Linked DNA regions of Sus scrofa: regions 2 and 3 are each linked to region 1. The links are chromatin contacts, called in public HiChIP or PLAC-seq maps. All regions are on one chromosome and are shown on one strand. Each heading gives the region's core, a stretch centred on a gene start, on an enhancer-like site or on the middle of the called end of the contact. The rest is flanking DNA. Distances are from core to core; before and after follow the strand shown.

Evidence for each region. HiChIP or PLAC-seq counts read pairs in DNA pulled down with a chosen protein or histone mark.
Region 2: an H3K27ac HiChIP or PLAC-seq map of skeletal muscle shows a contact between it and region 1. The contact joins two enhancer-like sites.
Region 3: an H3K27ac HiChIP or PLAC-seq map of skeletal muscle shows a contact between it and region 1. The contact joins two enhancer-like sites. A contact is called at or near these places in 1 of 47 Hi-C or Micro-C datasets (embryonic fibroblasts) and 1 of 2 datasets of contacts at active chromatin or transcription factors (skeletal muscle).

The regions. Positions count from the first base shown.
Region 1 is chr13:145,386,052-145,389,319 of Sscrofa11.1, forward strand. The region is part of intron 4 of ZBTB20 (zinc finger and BTB domain-containing protein 20); the gene reads left to right. Among named protein-coding and RNA genes, the nearest start is that of DRD3, 380 kb to the right of the region's middle. Within about 2 kb of position 1,515, at least 4 of the 83 cell types and tissues checked have an H3K27ac peak or open chromatin away from gene starts, as enhancers often do. A contact at or near this core is called in skeletal muscle, where this site is marked.
Region 2 is chr13:145,568,217-145,571,484 of Sscrofa11.1, forward strand. The region is part of intron 5 of ZBTB20 (zinc finger and BTB domain-containing protein 20); the gene reads left to right. Among named protein-coding and RNA genes, the nearest start is that of DRD3, 200 kb to the right of the region's middle. Within about 2 kb of position 1,700, at least 29 of the 83 cell types and tissues checked have an H3K27ac peak or open chromatin away from gene starts, as enhancers often do. A contact at or near this core is called in skeletal muscle, where this site is marked.
Region 3 is chr13:145,547,898-145,551,165 of Sscrofa11.1, forward strand. All of the region lies in intron 5 of ZBTB20 (zinc finger and BTB domain-containing protein 20), which reads left to right. Among named protein-coding and RNA genes, the nearest start is that of DRD3, 220 kb to the right of the region's middle. Within about 2 kb of position 1,489, at least 10 of the 83 cell types and tissues checked have an H3K27ac peak or open chromatin away from gene starts, as enhancers often do. A contact at or near this core is called in skeletal muscle, where this site is marked.

The sequences.
Region 1 (3,268 bases), core at 265-2,764:
TTTTTTGGAGGGAGGCTTTACGTAGAAAGCTTGATTTTCCCCACACTCCAGTTAATATTTGCTCACCTTCTTCTACATTTTGCTTTCATTTTCAAAAGGGGTCTTTTAAAAAGTATCTGTTTTAGGTACTGGGGTTATAACAGTAAACAAAACAGATGAATACAAAAAAAAAAAATCCTTGTCTTCAAAGGGCTGATATTTGGAGTTCTCTCAGAAAACAAATATGCCATAAAATATAAAGCAGACTTTTTGGATAAAGTCTGTAAATGTAATAGAGAGCAAGAGAGGGGAGGGGAATAGGAAGTGCTAGGAAAGGAGTGTATCTTTGATAACTAGAATCAAAGAATCATACACATTTAGCAGTGAACTTTAAAGGATATGTAAGGGTATCTGAGAACTCCAAATACACTGAAATGACTTTCTGGATCATAGAAAGAACCAGAATGAAACATATACAAGTAACCAATCATGTATGAACATATTGGCTCTATTCAAAGTCAAATAGCAACTTATGTCAAACTTTTCTACAAACAGCTCACATGTGTTTAAGATACTCACCTCTTTCATCTAAGCCAGACTTACCATCAGCTTTTAGGCAACTCTACAGAACTTGTTATTGAGAATGAAGAACCAATGTCAGTGTGATTAGGAGCTGGTGAGATTCTTGTTTAAGTCATGTGATATGATTAATCTTAATAGATGAAGCCAGATAATCTTAGCTGGAGTAAGACTCATTCATTAGATGTGAGGACCTTTTCCTTACCCCTAAATGTAGCATCTCTTCTATGGAACCCAAAGCTTCAGAGTCTGTAATGTATTACAGTACTCTACTGCAATTATAATGCTTCTAAACTGTTTACTGAACTTTCTTCATACTTGGATTACTGACAGGGTGATGTTCTTTGGTTAGCACTCAAGTTCTCCTGTGATCTAACCCAAATTTGCATAAAATTTTCCTATTTTATTTCTTGATATTCCCTTTTACAAACTAAATGACTTGCTTTTTCCAATGCATGATAATCTCTTTTTTTTATGCAGTTTACACTGCTTGAAATGATTTCCCTTCCCTTTCTATACTTTGAAATCTCATCTATCCTTTAACAGTTTAATGGATTCTCCATCTGGAATCTCCTTCTTTAGTCATTTCTTCAAGTCATTACTCATTTTACCTAGCTAGAAATCTATTCTTTATTTCTCTGTCTATCTATTGATTATCTATTTATCCATCATCTATATACCCATTCCCTAAGGTACTTGGTATTTATTATATACTGAATAAGTGGATGAATGGTAAAATGGGAGGATAACAGACATTATATGGGGATATGAACAACCAATAAAGTAAAAGTGGTCTTGAGTAGATTCTATAGTCTGCTTTTGACAAAATATTAAATCCAATGTAAATGTGCCTTGTTTGACTTGGTCTAGAACCTGGGAGGCTGTCTGGTGGCATCCCAGGCTGCTGTCATATGTGAGATAATCTGGAACAAGCTTTCCTTTTAGAATTTAATACTTCTAGCTGATGTGTCCAAGCTACCTCATCAGGGTGTAGACTATGCTGACCTCTCTTACTTGATACCCATTGGTATGCTGAGGTTGGATCTTGTTTCCTACCTGAGCTCTAAAGATAAGAAAGCTAATACTTTTAATAGGGCTGTTGTGCCTCTGATTAGTTGAATCTGATGCTTTCAAAATCGCTGCTTTTCCCCTGGTGTGGGCAGCACATGATTTATTTTTAAATGCCATTCTTTCAGAATATTTTCCACAAGTAAAGGGTATGCTGAGAGAAAAAAAAAATTAAGGCATTGATTTAAAAATAAGTCCTGGTACCTCAGGAAAACGCAAGCACCAAGATGCAGTGGTTGTTAGAAGTGAATTGTGAGAGCATATAGCTTGGTCTCAGTAACATGACACACTCATATCTGATGAGACTAGAGGGAGAAAATAGCACTTCAGGCCCAGAGACAGGTTTAGTTATGAGTTGAAGGTGAAGTCAGTACTATTTAAAGTTTCATTTTATTTATAGAACTCACTAGTAAGTGTAGGGTTTCCAAGAAGGTAGAAGACGTGGCTTCTGATCCAGCACCCTTTCAAAATAATAAATATGATGAAGCTAATGCAAGTATTATTAATACATATATACTGAAACTTATAGCTGAATATACAGAGTAAGTAGGGTACTAATGAATTTACCTAATTGGAAATCTCATATAAAGGAAAATTTCTAACTATTCTATACAATGTATGGGACAGTGCCTCAGGGAAAGTATTGTTGTTGCCTAGAAATTCCATTGGACCTCATAACTAGACCAAGGAAAAGAAGGAAATCATCTCTGAAAACCACTGGAGTAGATTCAGGAATTACTAGACCAAGGAGGCTGACGAGAGGGAGATAAGAGTATCTAGAAAATGTTGCTAAAACAGTCTGTTCCCCCGTAACACTCATAGACCCAACCCCTACCTGAATCCCTGCCTTACATCAAGTCTTCTTCTCAATCTGTTAGGAACCTTCTTTCTATGATATTATAATGCAATTGCTCTGTGATTTGATAATAGAAGTTAAGCCTATACATTTTCATAATCACCTTCTCTAGAATACATCCATTATGCAAAGGAAGGAAACTTGTATGGCAATAATGATGATGTTTTATTTTAGGTGTACTAAGCTTTCGCTTATATTATCTCATTTGGTCCTCACAATAAACCTCTGAGGTAGGTGCTATCAATTTTAGAGGTGAGGAAAAGGGAGTCCTAGAAAAATTTCATAACATTTTATTTAGAGTTTCTCTGTCTCTTTCTCTCCCTCTCTCTCTCTCACACACACACAGAGTAATAGAAAGATGATAGATTAAAAAAAAAAAAAAAGCTTGGTGTATGGTTTGCACTCCTGAGTAAGGGTCACATAAACCTAATCTGGAAAATGATATTAAGGGAGGTTTGAAATCAGTCTGATTTAGATTTGAGTCTTCATCTGCCTTTTACTAGATTCATAACATTTGGCAAGTTTTTCAACATTCCCAAGTCTGAGTTTTTTCATCTACAAAATAGGAATAACAACAACACAGCAATAGAAGTATTTTGAGAATTAAATAAAAATAGTATAGGTAACCTGCCTAACTCATAGAAAGCAATCAATGGAAGTTAGCCATAACACAGATAACGATTATAACTATCAACTTATTTTCATTAACAGTGGCAACAAAGGTGGCAGATGCTTAAATTTATTGAAAGGAGGATAAAGTACTTTAAAAATGTACAGTAAGAATAA
Region 2 (3,268 bases), core at 450-2,949, 180 kb after region 1:
CAAGGCAGCTGGCAAAATGTTTAACAAACAGGTCCAAAAGGAAGAATCATAACAAAATGTGATTCTCTCTGTGGCAAAGTGAGAAACTTGCTTGAAGGGAAAGGTAGAGACTGAAATTTTTGCTCATTTTGCAGATCCTAAGGCAGAGGGACAAGGTTATGCTTTCTATCCAGTTTGTTCCACTGGAGCTGGAACTTGGACTTGGAGCCCTAGTGGGTCCAGAACCAAGTCTAGGTTGAGCTGGCTAACCCGGGTGGCAGTGAAAGGCTGGGACAATTTGGACATTTTGACAATTCCAGCAGAAATCTGCAACTAAAAAGCTTAAACCTGCTTACTTCTACATTAGCATCGCTAGCACGAAGTAAGATTTGAACTTTACATGACTCATTGTGAGTGGGTGGCAACCTACTGTGGAGGCAATCTGTGAACCCGAGGTCAACATCCTGGTGAGAAATCTCTGCAGGTAGCAAGGGATACAGCCAGTCAGCACTGAGATAGAAGATCCATGTCCTCTTCAGCTTAGTCAGAGCACTTCCTGCTTTGTTTCTGATCCTGTTTCTAAGGATATTTGGCACAGTGTTTGGCTTGTACTTGGCACCACCGTCTTTGGGAAATAAGAATGCCTTACATGTGTACAGTGCTCTGGAGAACAGTTTTACACAGAGTATCCTTCTTGTTCCCTCTCAACTCTATTGTAACTGTTCATGTTCCCATTTTATGGATGAGGAAAACTGATGGAATTATATGTGCAAGTGTAGCAAGTAAGTTTTAGAGCAAGGACTGCTCTTAGGTCTTTTCTGTGTCACTACCACAATGATTTAACAGGTCATCTCCAGACACCATCCTAAAAATACACTTTTTTTCCATTTTCCCCTAAATAGACTTGCTTATACTTATTGTTGATCAGAACTGTTTGGGAGAGCAACAAGCCTCATGAGATCATCGTGAAAATGTGGGCTTTTAATACCCATAATACCAATAACACAGAGATTTCTCTGTGTTTCCACCATCCATAACATGGGGAGGATGTTCAATGAGCCTAGCACGGACCTTATGTCTGGACATTCAATCTGGAGAAGAGGTCGTCTATCCCAACTCTTCCTTCTCTTCCTGAATTTCCTTTCCATTAAAATCTCACTCCCACTCCTCAATTCAAATAATATTTAATAACTTTAATATTTTAATAACTCAGGGGCAGCCGTACCTCACATCTTTCTGTGCCCTTCCCTTCCTCCTAAGGGGCAGAATCCCTGAGTGATCCTAGTAAGTTCTGAAAAGCCTTAGCCGGGTAGATAATGGGTAAAGATCATTGCATTTCAGCTCCCTGATCCATTACACTCCTGCCTTTCACCAGCATGCAGAGCCTCGTGTTTTTTTTTTCTTCTAACAGAATAAATTAAATATGAAAGAGAAGGACTAATGTAATTCAAATAAACATGTTAATGACCCTATTTTTCCATTTGGTAACTAGACCGGATGTGGTGGAATGCCAGTTTTTTACTGAGCCTGTAATTTAAAACTTTCAACAAGGACACTTTTTTCCCCTTTTATTTCCATCCTCCACTCCCACCGCCTTTTATTCTTACAGACACTCCTTACTGTCCAATTAGTTTTGGAACACGAAAACTGTCCTCATGGCTGCCTGGAGTCACTGGGGACCTGGGCTGGTTTATCTCTGTGGGATGGCTTGGAAGTCTCGGGTTTCACTGGCGATTTCCCTGCTAGAGCTCTGTGCTGTTGGTGGGATGCGCACAAGGAGGGGGCACGATTCACACACCTCCCCTCTGGCCCCCGAACCCCATTTTGTGAAGTTTTGATGATGTTTTGCCTGCACATGCTTTGCTGCTCTGGGCGGTGCTTGCACATCACATTTGGAAACGGGGAGAGTTTAGTGTGTTGTTAACCCTGTCAGTAGCCATCCGTTCCAGTACACTTTTCTACGACTCAAAGCCATCTTCTGAAAGCTTGTTATCATCCAACTGAACCTCTTCCTGACTCAATGTCCCCCACATGACCCCTGAGTTTCTTTCTTTCCCTGTCCAACTCTAAGCTCCTTGTCTCCCTCTGCACCCCAAGAGTAGTCATGTTCCCCAGTATCCCCTAGCCCTCCTCCAGAAAACAAAACCCAAAATGAAGCCCTTTCTCTCCTCCAAATTTCTTACTTGCCACCTGCCTGCTACATTCACCCCTCCATTAGCTATAGACCCTGACTTTTCTCCAAAAGTGTGTGTGCATTTGATCCCTAATTTCTCTTCCACCCCCAAAATGTGCTGTCCCTTTGGCGTTTTACCTGCTAGAACCAGCTCTCTTGTTTCTTTTGCTTTGGTCAGTTTCCAGTGTTTGAAGGAAAACTTTTTGATCTGAATACATTTCCGTTTTTTTTTTTTTCCCCCAATTTACATGGGAGGGAGGAAAGGAGGGGAGAGGGGGCTCTGGCCCTGTTACTTCCTGTTTGTTTTGGTTCTGGAGAATGCAGACCATCTGTGCCTCTCGGAAACTAGTCTACAGCCATCGTGCTGATTCCGATATTTAACTTCTTAGTTTTTCCCTTGTTTCTCTCTAAATAATTTTCTATTCCTTCTCCAAAAACTCCAAACCCCTCATTAAATATTTCTTCCTGAAATTTCTTATCTTAATAGTACCTCTGGATACAGTTCCATTCCCATTAAGGCCAGGATTCAAATTAAGTAAACAATAATGGGAGAGGAAAAAAAGAGAGAGAAGGGAGAGAGGAAGGAGTAGGCGAAAGAAAAAAAAAAAAGTAGGTTCACTTTTTAGAAATGGATTTTACCGATTCCCAGTTCCTGTGTCCTCAAATCCATCGTTGAGGTTCAGCCTCACCTGTCAGGTGGACTTGCATTTTTCTGAAGACACATCTGTGGATGTTGGATCTCTCTAAGAGTGATCAGAGAGAGTCCCTCAGGAGTTTATTTTTCCAGCCACACAGTTTTTGGTTAAGGTCGTACTCTCTCATCATAACCAAGGCGGTTATTTCCCACAACTGGTAGAGAGCTCTCTTTTTAGAGAGCTGCTCACCAAATCCCAACATGTAGTCACCTTATGTAAAAGTCCTGTGCTCTGGATTACAGTTTTCATGCAGTTTCACCCACGAAGGTCTCAAAGAAACTAAATCTTCCTTTGGTAGGTGACTCTTAACTCCATAATAGATGAAAATTCAACTTTTTTTATAAAACAAATAAGCTGATTCCAGAGTAGCAAATTCCCATCTTCATGTCAAATGTCATTGCAATTTAGGACACAGTATTCT
Region 3 (3,268 bases), core at 239-2,738, 160 kb after region 1:
AAATAGATACATTATTCCAGTTTTGCCTCAGAGAGTCTGTCTCATAGAAAGCTGGGGGGAGCCAGTCTCTCCCAGGCTTGACGTTCTGTTGAGTCATGTTTACTGTCCCCCTCAAAAAGGTTCCAAAAGCAAATGCAAGAGGTTGCCGAATGCAGGGACATGTGGCGTGCATGCTACTGAAGTGAGAGGCATAGCATACACCTGCTTTTTGGCTGTGGCAGGCCATCTTGACTGTGCCATGCCACAAGTTAGCATTTTGGATGAGCAATTGCCATTCTGTTGTTTTCTTCTCAACACATGGTGTTCAAAAACAGTTAAAAGAAAACTGTACCCATTTGCTCATCCCAGAAATCTAAAATTTCAAAGAAGCATGCCAAATTAATTTTCACATAATATTTTCCAAGCTTCTTCTTTGCACTGAGAAATGATATTTCACTTTTTGAACTCTTGGTGTCCCGGCCTGAGGTAAATGGGTGCAGTTTCTCTTTAAATGGCATTAAACATATCAAAGCAGGATTATATCTGTCACTGTCTTTTTTTTTTTTTTTCTAATGGAATCAAAATCCTTCAGGGAGTGTCCCAAATCCACATTAATGTCTTTGAGTGCTAATGTTTCCACTGGGACTTTTACATTAGCAAAATACAAGTGTGTGGTTTCCCCCCTTCTGCCGTCTGTATAAGAAAGAGATGACGGCACATCCTTATTCTCCATGGCCTTCAGCTAACCCCCGTCAAGGTGGAAGAAGAAGACTGGAGATTTTTGGTGCTAATGCTTCCTTCTCTCCTCCTTTCCTCCCCCGTAGGACCCCCCCACCCCCAAAAAAGCTAATGTGAATGCTGTTTCTAACACGGGGGAATGTTTGAAATCCCAACCATGAATTTTATTGAAAAAAAGGCTAACCGCATAACCATCAATACTATCTTTTGAGGGCCTATTACAACTTAAATTTCACCTTTGCTCCTGATGGTGGAAAAATTAGACAAATCCGCACGATGTCAGAACCTCGCTGTCAACACTTTAGTTTTTGATTTGAGGCTATTGGTCATGTGTCCTTATTATTGCAATATAATTCCTGTCCACCTCAATCCCTCTTTTTTACTTCTTTAGCAAAACAATTAAATGACATGTTGTCAGCTCATGATTATTAAGTGGCAATGAAAGGCTGCAGTGTTTTAGAGAGATAACAATTATAAATAAATAATTGTAGTATCATAATAAAACATTAAAAAATTCTCACATCACGTTTCGTCTTAGAACGCACCTTTTCCTTGCATTTGGCTATATCCTGGAAAGTTATAGTAGTTTGAGAATAAAACTGTGTTTACGTGTGGTGTAGAAGGGGCTAGAAAGCCCTCTAGCATCATTCGCCAACCCTTGTCCAGCGTCTTCCTTCTTTCAACACCATCCTGGCCACAGAACGCTTGAGTTCTGGAGCCCAGGCTCTGAGAGAGCCATCCCTGGAGAGCTGGGAGCTGCGTGCTTCTTAGCTGGCTCTTTGCATACTTTCACTTTCTGGAGCACTCTGGAGAACGACACTACTTCCTTAGACACTCTTCCTATCCCTCCCTCTTTCTTCCTCTCCTACACCCTTTCCCGCTTTTCTTTTCTTCCCTTCCTTTTCCTACCCCTCATGCAACTAGGCGGAAGCTTGAAGTGGAGTCTGTGTGTGTGTGGATGGTGGAACGCAGGGAGGAGGGATCTCCTGATGCCTGAGCCCACCACTAGGAAAGAAACTCGGTGTTTTTATTTAAACAACCTTTCCCCACAGCTAAGCCTTCATATGTGGAAGAAAAACTCAAACTTCTTTCCCTTTTCACACTTTATGAAGACAAGGTAAGCAGAGGCAGTGATAATGTCAACCCTGGATTAAAAATGAAGCCTTTATTCACAAACTAGATGCTCACCTTTAAAGATTTTTGAGGAAAAATCCCTATCTATTGGCAATTATTGGAGAATTGACTGTGCTAGATTTTTGTTTTGTGTGTGAGAATTGTGCATGTTTTTCTGTTATTGAAAGAGTTTGGGGATTTTGTTTGTGTTTTTAAGCATTAGTTGCACAAAAGCTTTGCAATGTCAGGTAGACTGTCTTCTATAGCTGGAAAAAAAAATGCCCTTTGTACATGAATCATTTGAATTTTCTACGTTTGGTATTCTTTTTGGTGACTCCAGTGTCAGTTTATTCATGTTAGCATATTTAAATGTCAAGGTGGCAGAAAATGTGTGTTTATATTTGTATAAACTTCTGCACACAATTTAGCACCATATAGCAGACACTCACTAAAAATATTGCCGATGGTATTCATAGTTGTTTCACCTCTGGGTTTCCCTCTTAGCAAACTTTGGCAAAGAACATGGGCTTTGTAGCTAGACAAAATTGGATCCGCGTATGCTTGTCATAAAGTACTTTCTACTTTGTGAGTCTGGTTAAACCACAATCTTGGTGTGCCTCAGTTTCTTCACTTGAAGAAAAGAGGGTGATAATCTCTACTCTGGAAGGTTTTTATTAGGATTAAATAAGATAATATAGGTAAATCCCCCAACATAGTGTCTGAAACATGGTAGGCACTTAAATTATTTCTCTCCTCCCTTCTTTTTAGGAGAAATGCCTGGATGATACGATCACTTCTCTGGTCTTAAGTTTACTATTAGTGATTTTCCTCCATATCCAAATTTTTTGAACCAGTTGTATTCATTAAGTTTTAGCCACTCAATTTTTGTTCATCTCAAAGGAAATCATTCTGCTGTGGCATATACTGAAATATAACTGTAAGCGAAATGACTTGGAGATTAGGTAGTGTGTTGGAGCTAATAGACACATGGCTCAGCCAGGTTCTTTGCTTTATCCCCAGCTCCACCCTCATCCTTGACCTAAATACTCTCTCAGAGACTGGGCCTAAGCGGAGCAGCAAGGCTGAGAGAGCCCTGTTTCTGAGCTACTCAGGGCACTGAATTGGGGGTAGAGTCTGAGGGGAAAGCATGTCCAAATGCATAGAACAAGTAAAATCAATGGCTTTAGATTTCGTGTACTAGAAACATTCCACATGATTTCCAGTCTCTGACTACGATATAGTGCCTTCTCTCTTAATTCAAAATTAATGATTATATTTTATATTCATCCAATGGGAACAAGTTTGACTACTCGATTATTTTACATGATTGCGTGGCAGATGTAAAACTCTTTGAAACAGCACAAACTGTGTCTAATTAAAAGTCTTTTATTTTCATAAGATTTGCACATTGTTGGAGCTCAATATATGTTTGTCAAGT